Linked DNA regions of Sus scrofa: region 2 is linked to region 1. Evidence: chromatin contacts called from public HiChIP or PLAC-seq data. All regions are on one chromosome and are shown on one strand. Each heading gives the region's core, a stretch centred on a gene start, on an enhancer-like site or on the middle of the called end of the contact. The rest is flanking DNA. Distances are from core to core; before and after follow the strand shown.

Region 1 (4,052 bases), core at 890-3,389:
GAGGTTCGGGTGACACCCCTGGTTTTTCTATTTCAGTTAATGTTTCTTAATGGTCAAAGTTTAACTTCCTAGCTGGACAATTATTTCATAAAAATCAGAGGATATTTCTGATGTTTAAAAAATAAAGTGTTGAAATTTTTATATCAAAAAAAAGAATGGTGTTGAAAACCTTAGTCAACTTTTAAGATAAAGTTTTAAGAGAAATTATTAGAGAATGACCAGTTTGTAAGACAAATAACTACAGAGATGACACATCACTTATTTAAAAAGCAGGAAGTGATTATAGCTAGTGTCTAAAATAAATCCAAGGAAGTTACACATGAATTTTGAGTATCAGTTTTATCCTCCCTGTGAATTAACTGGGTCTTGTTTTTGAAAGAACTGCTCCAGCCTGAATTTTTTCACCCAGAGACGTGGAGTCGCACATTTCACGTTCTGCTGTCTTTATTCCCTGTAAAAAAGAATCACTAAAACTTGAAAATAAAGCAAAAGTTGGGCTGCATGTCCTTTCAAAGTCACACTCAGGAATTATTTAACGAGTTCACCTGCGGATTATTTAATTTTATGGGAGAATGTATCTGTGTTTGACTTTGCTATTTATTATGTGATAGTAGCCCAGATACTGCAAAGTTCCATGTTAATCTGTATCTTTCTATCTGGTAGGAATGATAACCCTAAAGGTTACGGCTTAATAGCTTGTAGGACATTAACTGGTTTCTGCTGTAACCTAGCAATCATATTCTAACATTCCTTGGTTTTGAAAATGCTTTTCCTAGTGGATTATATAAACTCTTTTTTTTTCCAAATGTTTTTGGAATCTGCTTTACCATCTAATGGTTCCATCATAAATTAATGAACTGAGCAAAACCTTTAACACACACCCATTCTATATTTGAATGAGCGCCATGACTTTACCATTTTAACAATTACACTCTGATTTAGCTAACAGACCCCAGATCATTTTCCCCTCCCTTCTTCTGTGAGAGTCACCTAGGGACCCTACAGAATGCAGATTCTCACAGAAACTGATGCAGGGACATAAAGAACAGACTTGTGGTTGCCAATGGGGGGTTAGGGACAGGGATAGATTGGGAGTTTGGGGTTAGGGGACAAAAACTATTACATTTAGAAAGGATAAACAACATATAGCACAAGGAATGCTATCCAATCTCCTGGGATACACTACGATGGAAAAGAATATGAAAAAGAATGACACAAACTGAGTCACTTTGTTGTACAGCAGAAATTGGCACAACACTGTAAATCAACTACAATTTTTAAAAAAATTAAAAGAAATGCAGATTCTCCAGCCTACCACTCAAAAAATCTAATTCCACACATTTGGCGAGGGCCAAATCATATGTTTTTTTTTTTTTTTTTTTTGGCCACACAACACATGGACGTTCCCAGGCCAGGGATCAAACCCATGTCGCAGTAACAATCCAAGCCACTGCAGTGACGACTGCCAGGTCCTTAATGCGCTGCACCACAAGGGAACTCTGAACAATGTGCATTTTAAGAAGCACCCCAAGAGATTTTGAGGCTTGAGACACCTTGAGAAAGCCCCCCAGTGAACTGCGTGGCAGTGATGGCCCTAATACCGACTTGCCTCTCACTGTTCACTGTGGATAGACATGACTGGGGTTAAACCTGAGGCCTTGGGATGAACTAGGGTGCAAAAGTCCATTTTCCTAAACTTCAACTTGGAGATGGTGGTCAATCTCAAATGTTCATCCACCCACTGGCTGTATCAGAACAGGGGAGCTGACGTGACTGGGAATCTGAATATACTGGTTGAACCTCAAGAAACTGCTGATACTTAACCCTTTACTGACCTTACAAAAATGGCTACTTGCTGTGGTTCGACAATAGTTCCTCAGGCATTTCTAATTTGAAGCTAATTTGGGAATCAACTTGCGAATATGATAGTTGGGACGTGGACATTCCGATATCAGGGGAAAATGCTTCATAGCCTTCATCAGACCCAAAGCAAAACAAATTAAAGAATCTCTTCTCCAAAAAATGCACGAAGTACAACTTTATGCCTATAATCTAAGGGGATTTATGGACACCTTAAAACTTCAAGGATTCCAGGCTAACTCCATCTTACAAATTTCTTTCTGAAGGTTGCATTCTTTATGAATGAAGCTTTGCTGCCCCCTGCTGCCAAATGATTGTTTAGCTGGGTTTGCTCTGCTCATGCCTGACTTTGAACCTGCAATTTTGGAAGAGCTAAAACAAGCAAGCTGTCACCTCACACAAATTGGAACAGTCCAATCTGTGCAGGAATGGGCACCACAGGTCTATTTATTTATAATTCATGTGCTGCAATGAACTGTTGTTAGTGCAGGGTGTAGGGGAATTTTGTGCTTTGATAAACACTATGCATTATCTAGTTTAGAGGACAGCCTTGGGTTACTGGATTCTCACTCTCAGGAAGCTACTTTACAGCTCTGTCCTATAGATACTGAAAGCAATGCAAAATAATTCTTGTTTCTGGAAACAAAAATTATGTCCTGGGGGAGAGGATTGCTTGACTTTCCTCTTCTAGCAAGTAGATTCTTGTTTTTCCTCCATTTGGACATTCATGTAAATATTCTTGGTCTCTAAGTGTGTCTGTCCTTTGGATTCTCCAGGTTACAGCATCTGCCGGGTTCCCTCATTAAGAGTTAAATAAAATAGCACACACTCATTTGCTATCTGTATGAGAGCCATAATTTGACTCTTCTTTGAAAATTCTCCTTTAATGAAGTCCAGGATCATAGTAGAGATCTCTGATTCCTTTCCTTGAAAGCTCATAGTCCAATTAAGAAGAAAATGTCCCCAGTAATTCTCTGAGGTATTAGGAAATCTCCGTCCCTCTTCTCCCCATACCCTACCTGCCTCATTCAAGTAGCACACTACCTCTTTGCCTCAGGGGAGATAGATGGCAAAAGCCAAATCAAACAAGAGTTTGTAAATTGTTCTGGATTTTTTTTTTTTTTTTTGTCTTTTTAGGACCAAATCCACAGCACGTGGAAGTTCCCAGGCTAGGGGTTGAATCTGAGCTGCAGCTGCTGGCCTGCACCACAGCCACAGCAACACCAGATCCGAGCCAGGTCTGCGACCTACACGATAGCTCATGGCAATGCCAGATCCTTAACCCACTGAGTGAGGCCAGGGATCGAACCTGCATCCTCATGGATGCTAGTTGGGTACGTTACCACTGAGCCACAATGGGGACTCCTGGATCTTGTTTTACTAGCCCTTCAGTCCATAGAAGAATTCAGAGGAGCAGTGGAACCGGAGCTTTCCTTTAATAAAACTGACTACCTCAGGCTGAGTCAAGGAGAGAGAGGCAAGAACATCAGGAACAGCCAAGAGGCAAGACTGTGAGTGGGCAGGGGTGGGTGGGGTGGTGGCGTGAGGTGGGGGATGGGGCTGGAGCCCAGACTGGGTGGAACAAGAGCAAGGCACAGTCTGGAAGGCCCCACTAACCCCAGTGGACACTTGACTGTGTGTGTATGTGTACTTGGCCTCTAGCCTTCTGGGCTACTTTAAATCCTCAGATCTTGACTCTGGAGGCAAGGCATTGTGATAAACCCATTTGTGCTCTGGGGACTATATTTTATAAGTGAAAAAAGAACAGAAAATATCAGAATGCATCAGATGTACTAAAAGCAAGTGTTTGATAAACCTTTCATGTTAGGTGGGTACATATTATTTATTCATTTATCTCTATCTAGTCTAATTTATTGTGGGTAGTGAAAAAAAAATTCCAAAAACATGGACCCTAAAGGCATAAAAAACAGTCAATTTCAATTCTATTACTCTAATTGTATTCAGAAAACCTGCCTTACTTCCTTTCCATCTTTCACAATGGCTCCAAAGGAATCTCAAATCAGTTGGAAATAAATTCTACGTTCAGGCTCCTAACTAGTCTAAGAAGGAATGACTAGTTACCATCCTTAAGCCCTTTCGGTGGGGCTTTGTCTACTTTATCTAGACACCTCAAGTGAAATGACCAGCCTGGGCAAAGGAACTAAGGATTAAGACGAAGAGGCCAGACCTCC
Region 2 (4,052 bases), core at 464-2,963, 120 kb before region 1:
TCGAACCTGTGTCCTCATGGATGCTAGTCAGATTCATTTCCTCTGAGCCACGATGGGAACTCCAAACCCAGAAAATCTCAAAATTTGGAGCTCTAGATCATTCCTCGAGAATGAAGTGATTACTCTTTTCCAAATAATCTTTAGAAAAGTGATTTGTTCCTTCATTCAACAAATATGTGTTGTTTACGTACTATGTGCCAGAAGGGAGGTCTTTAGAGAGATCAGAGTGAATGGGATGAGTTTAAAATGTTTATAGGCAAGATCAGGGATGACGTGAAAATGAATGACCGCCTCCAGGACTTAAAAGCCCCACGGGGGATGGGAGAAGGGAGAGAAGGCAGAAAAGAGACTGTCAGATGTGGATGGACAACCCGGAGAACATCCCGCTGCAGGAATTAGCCTAGGAATTGAGCTGCTGAGAGCATGGGCTTTGAAGTCAGATATGCCTGGGTCTGAATCTTGGCTTCCGCTGAGTAGGGCAAATTATTTTCTTAACTTCGGTTCCCTCATCTGCAGAATAGAGATGCTAACACTACTCTGCTCGTGATTGTTTAGAAGATTCAAGAAGATAATGCATGTAAAGCTTCTTAGCACAGAGCCTGGGACCTGGTGAACACTCAACCATCCCACAGAAGCTTCTCTAATCATCTTTCAGCTTATTTTAAACTTAGGAAGAAAAGTTGTGTTCTGGGTAAAACACACCCACTGCCACCAAAAAGAGAAAGAAGTCATTGGGACAGTTATTTTAGCTTCAGCCTTTTTTTTTTTGGCCTTTTTTGTCTTTTTAGGGTCGCATCCATGGCATATGGAAGTTCCCAGGCTAGGGGTCTAATCGGAGTTGTAGCCACTGGCCTACACCAGAGCCACAGCAATGCCAGATCTGAGCTGCGTCTGCAACCTACACTACAGCTCATGGCAACGCTGGATCCTTAACCCACTGAGCAAGGCGAGGGATTGAACCCGCAACCTCATGGTTCCTAGTCGGATTCACTTCCGCTGCACCACAACGGGAACTCCAACTTCAGCCTTTTGATTGCCCCTTATTTATGGCTTATTGGGGGTGTGTTGTGCCTGGTTTGAAGGTGTCTTATGAATATTACTAAATCCTTTATTTCTCATGTGCACAAGAGCAGGGAGAGTGTGGAACATGTTACTCAGAGACTTGCTCATAATGGAAATGAAAGTAGAAGTCATTGTTTAAAATTGAAAGCGAGAGGAAGAATTCTGCATGTGCCTTTGAGGCAAAGTGGGGGCAGTGGGGACCATCATGGGCAGAGAACTGAGCTTAACACATAGTAAGGACTCAAGAAATATCTTCCGTTGTCATCATCATCAAACTCACCATCATGTAGAACAAAGAGGGGATGATACAGTATGTGGAAAATGTTGAGCTTGCACACTCTACAGTTATTAGCAAGAAAAAATGAAGAGCAAAATGGAAAAAAAAATCTCAGGCGTTTCCATTGCAACTCAGCGGGTTAGGGACCCAACGTTGTCTCTGTGAAGATGTGGGTTCGATCCCTGGCCTGGCTCAGAGGGTTAAGGATCCGGCATTGCCTCAAGCTGCAGCGTAGGTCACAGATGTGGCTCAGATCTCGTGTTGCCATAGTTGTGGTGTAGGCCTGCAGCTGTGGCTCCTATTTGACCCCTAGCCCAGGAAGTGGCCACAAGTGTGGCTGTAAAAAAAAAAAAATCTTGAATAGGAGACTGGAACAGAGCATCAACCCCAGAAACCTCATGCAGATTTAGGAGCCAGCTAGGGATTGGAAAACGCAAGGGCTTAGCTTGCAGAAAGTGGAAAGTGCCACTTGGAGATTTTTGTTGCAAGCCATGGGTGTTGCATAATCTAAGTTCGTATGACTCCATTCCGCATTAAAATGAACCTTGGCTAGAGTTCCCTGGTGGCTCAGCAGGTTAAGGATCTGGTGTTGTTACTGCAGTGGCTTAGGTCACTGCTGAGGCAAGGGTTTGATCCCTGACCTGGGAGCTTCCACGTGCCTTGAGCATGGCCAAAAAATAAAAAGATTTAAAAAATAAAAAATAAAAAATAAAATGAACCTTGGGTGATTGGGGTGTGGATACCATAGATCTCTGAGATACTTATGGAGACCACCTGGGGAGGGAGTGCCAATTGCCTCTATAGATTTCCAGACTGATCTATTTTAAGGAACTATACCTGAGAGAGATGTATGACAGTAGCAAGGAGAACTAGAAACCTTAGAATGTCAACTAGTGCTTCTGCTTAGTGGGCACGCGAATGAATGTTGCAAACAAACCCTTCTCGGTCCCCTTAGATTCGCAAATCTTATACCAGCAATAGCAGCTCACATTTATTGAGGGTATAATATGTACCTGTCAGTGTTCTAAGCATACTTCATAGACTTTCACTGAAACTCTGCAAGCTGGGTATTGTCACGTTCCCAGTTTAGTGATCTGGAAGCTTTGGCACAAGGGATCCAGCCAGTCAGTTGTGCAAGATGTGAACCAGGCAGTCTGGCTCCAAAGCCCTTTTAACTACTAAACTTACAAATGGCTTTTTAAGACCTGACCTATTTTTAAGTATAAAAGCTTCTGTATTGTCACGATGACTATCGCTATGAGAGAAGCCCCGTCATTGACGTCAAAGAGAGTTACGACCAAGTCAAAGCCATTTGATTTAGAACAAGCACATCATTGACCCTTGGGTGGGTGGTTTCTGTAAAGCACTGGGATGGCAGCCAGACTGCAAGGGCTTCCAGGAGTCAAGGGAGGTGAGAAAAGGGAGGCCTTGATGTATAGATCACTTCCAGGAGTCTGCCAGTAATAGTGGAGAGAGACATAGAATTATCACTACAAGGAGCAGCTGGCCACGTGGAGCCTGTTTTTTTCTTCTCCCCATGGCGATGAATACACACTGGAGGGAAAGAAAAGGGGCTGGTGGAAGAGACGAGGATAAAGATGCAGAAATGGGGGGAAAGATGTCTCAAGCAGATATTGGGGAAGGGATAGTGCTTAGGGCACTAGCGGAGGGTTTGGCGTCCAGATGCATTTGGAAAAGATGTTTGGGAATTGACTTGATGATCCCCTGAGGAACTGGTAGTTAAATTTTTAGTAAGCTGGATCCACACTGTGCTGAAAGCCCACATTCTCCTGGTCTGGATGGTCCGTTATCTAACTGTTTGGATAACTGGGTGTGTGTCCCAGAGCTGCTGTTAGATAGCTCTTTGATCTTGGGGGAAAAAAAAAAAAGTCCTTTCTGGTCTCTGAGCCTCCATGTCCCTATCTTGTGAAGTGGTGGATTTGAACTCAAGAACCAGGGTCCTTTGCTCTTGCAGCAGTACTAACTTCTCATGGGAATAGAAGAAGTTCCTGCCATTTTAGGTGAAGGTTTAATGCCTCTGTTGTGCAGTTTTTGTCTTAGGGTGGGAGGGAGGCCAGCCTTCCTCCCCTCTGTGCTGGAGAGAGAGGTGATTTGACCAGAAGAGTTAATTAACACCTCTGTATTATATTTGCAAATGTGTGTAATGAAATGGACTACTTCATTACCAGGATTCTAAGGGCCTCCTTCCAAATGCTATGAAAAACATCTGTCTTTATTAGCTGTATATATAGCTGAACCTCAGCAACATCAGGCAATACTGCCCGTTTGTTGCTGGAAACTGATGTGTCGTCATTTGAATGTGCAAGTCCACCCACTGGGCATGGGCTGTGGATCTGCCTAAGAGCCTAGTTCTCAGGAAAGAGGATCAAACAGTGTATTTGTGTTAATAACCATCGGTTGTTAACAGCCTCTATCTGTAGAAGAAGAATTTGCCTTCACCCCCGGAACTATAAAATTCAGCTCAGCAAAATCGTAGAGTGCCTACTATGTGTCAGACACCAAACAGGAAAATGGTGACTATGGATATCAGTTTGACTGATCAAAGCCCATAACCACAATAAAAACACAAAACAGGAAACCATGATGAATATCTGGTGTGCAGCTATTTGCAACACAAGGGGTGCAACACACCCCTAGATATGTGTGTGTGTGTGTGTAATGACAGGCTGAACAGGGCAGGTTTTATGGTGGG

Evidence for each region. HiChIP or PLAC-seq counts read pairs in DNA pulled down with a chosen protein or histone mark.
Region 2: an H3K27ac HiChIP or PLAC-seq map of alveolar macrophages shows a contact between it and region 1. The contact joins two enhancer-like sites. A contact is called at or near these places in 1 of 5 promoter capture datasets (liver), 30 of 47 Hi-C or Micro-C datasets (adipocytes, adipose tissue, alveolar macrophages and 15 more) and 2 of 2 datasets of contacts at active chromatin or transcription factors (alveolar macrophages and skeletal muscle).

Annotation. Positions count from the first base shown.
Region 1 is chr2:24,629,683-24,633,734 of Sscrofa11.1, reverse strand. No RefSeq gene overlaps it. Among named protein-coding and RNA genes, the nearest start is that of TRAF6, 23 kb to the right of the region's middle. Within about 2 kb of position 2,139, at least 2 of the 83 cell types and tissues checked have an H3K27ac peak or open chromatin away from gene starts, as enhancers often do. A contact at or near this core is called in alveolar macrophages, where this site is marked.
Region 2 is chr2:24,750,367-24,754,418 of Sscrofa11.1, reverse strand. All of the region lies in intron 2 of PRR5L (proline-rich protein 5-like), which reads left to right. All of the region lies in intron 1 of LOC106507997 (a long non-coding RNA gene), which reads right to left. Among named protein-coding and RNA genes, the nearest start is that of PRR5L, 60 kb to the left of the region's middle. Within about 2 kb of position 1,713, at least 1 of the 83 cell types and tissues checked has an H3K27ac peak or open chromatin away from gene starts, as enhancers often do. A contact at or near this core is called in alveolar macrophages, where this site is marked.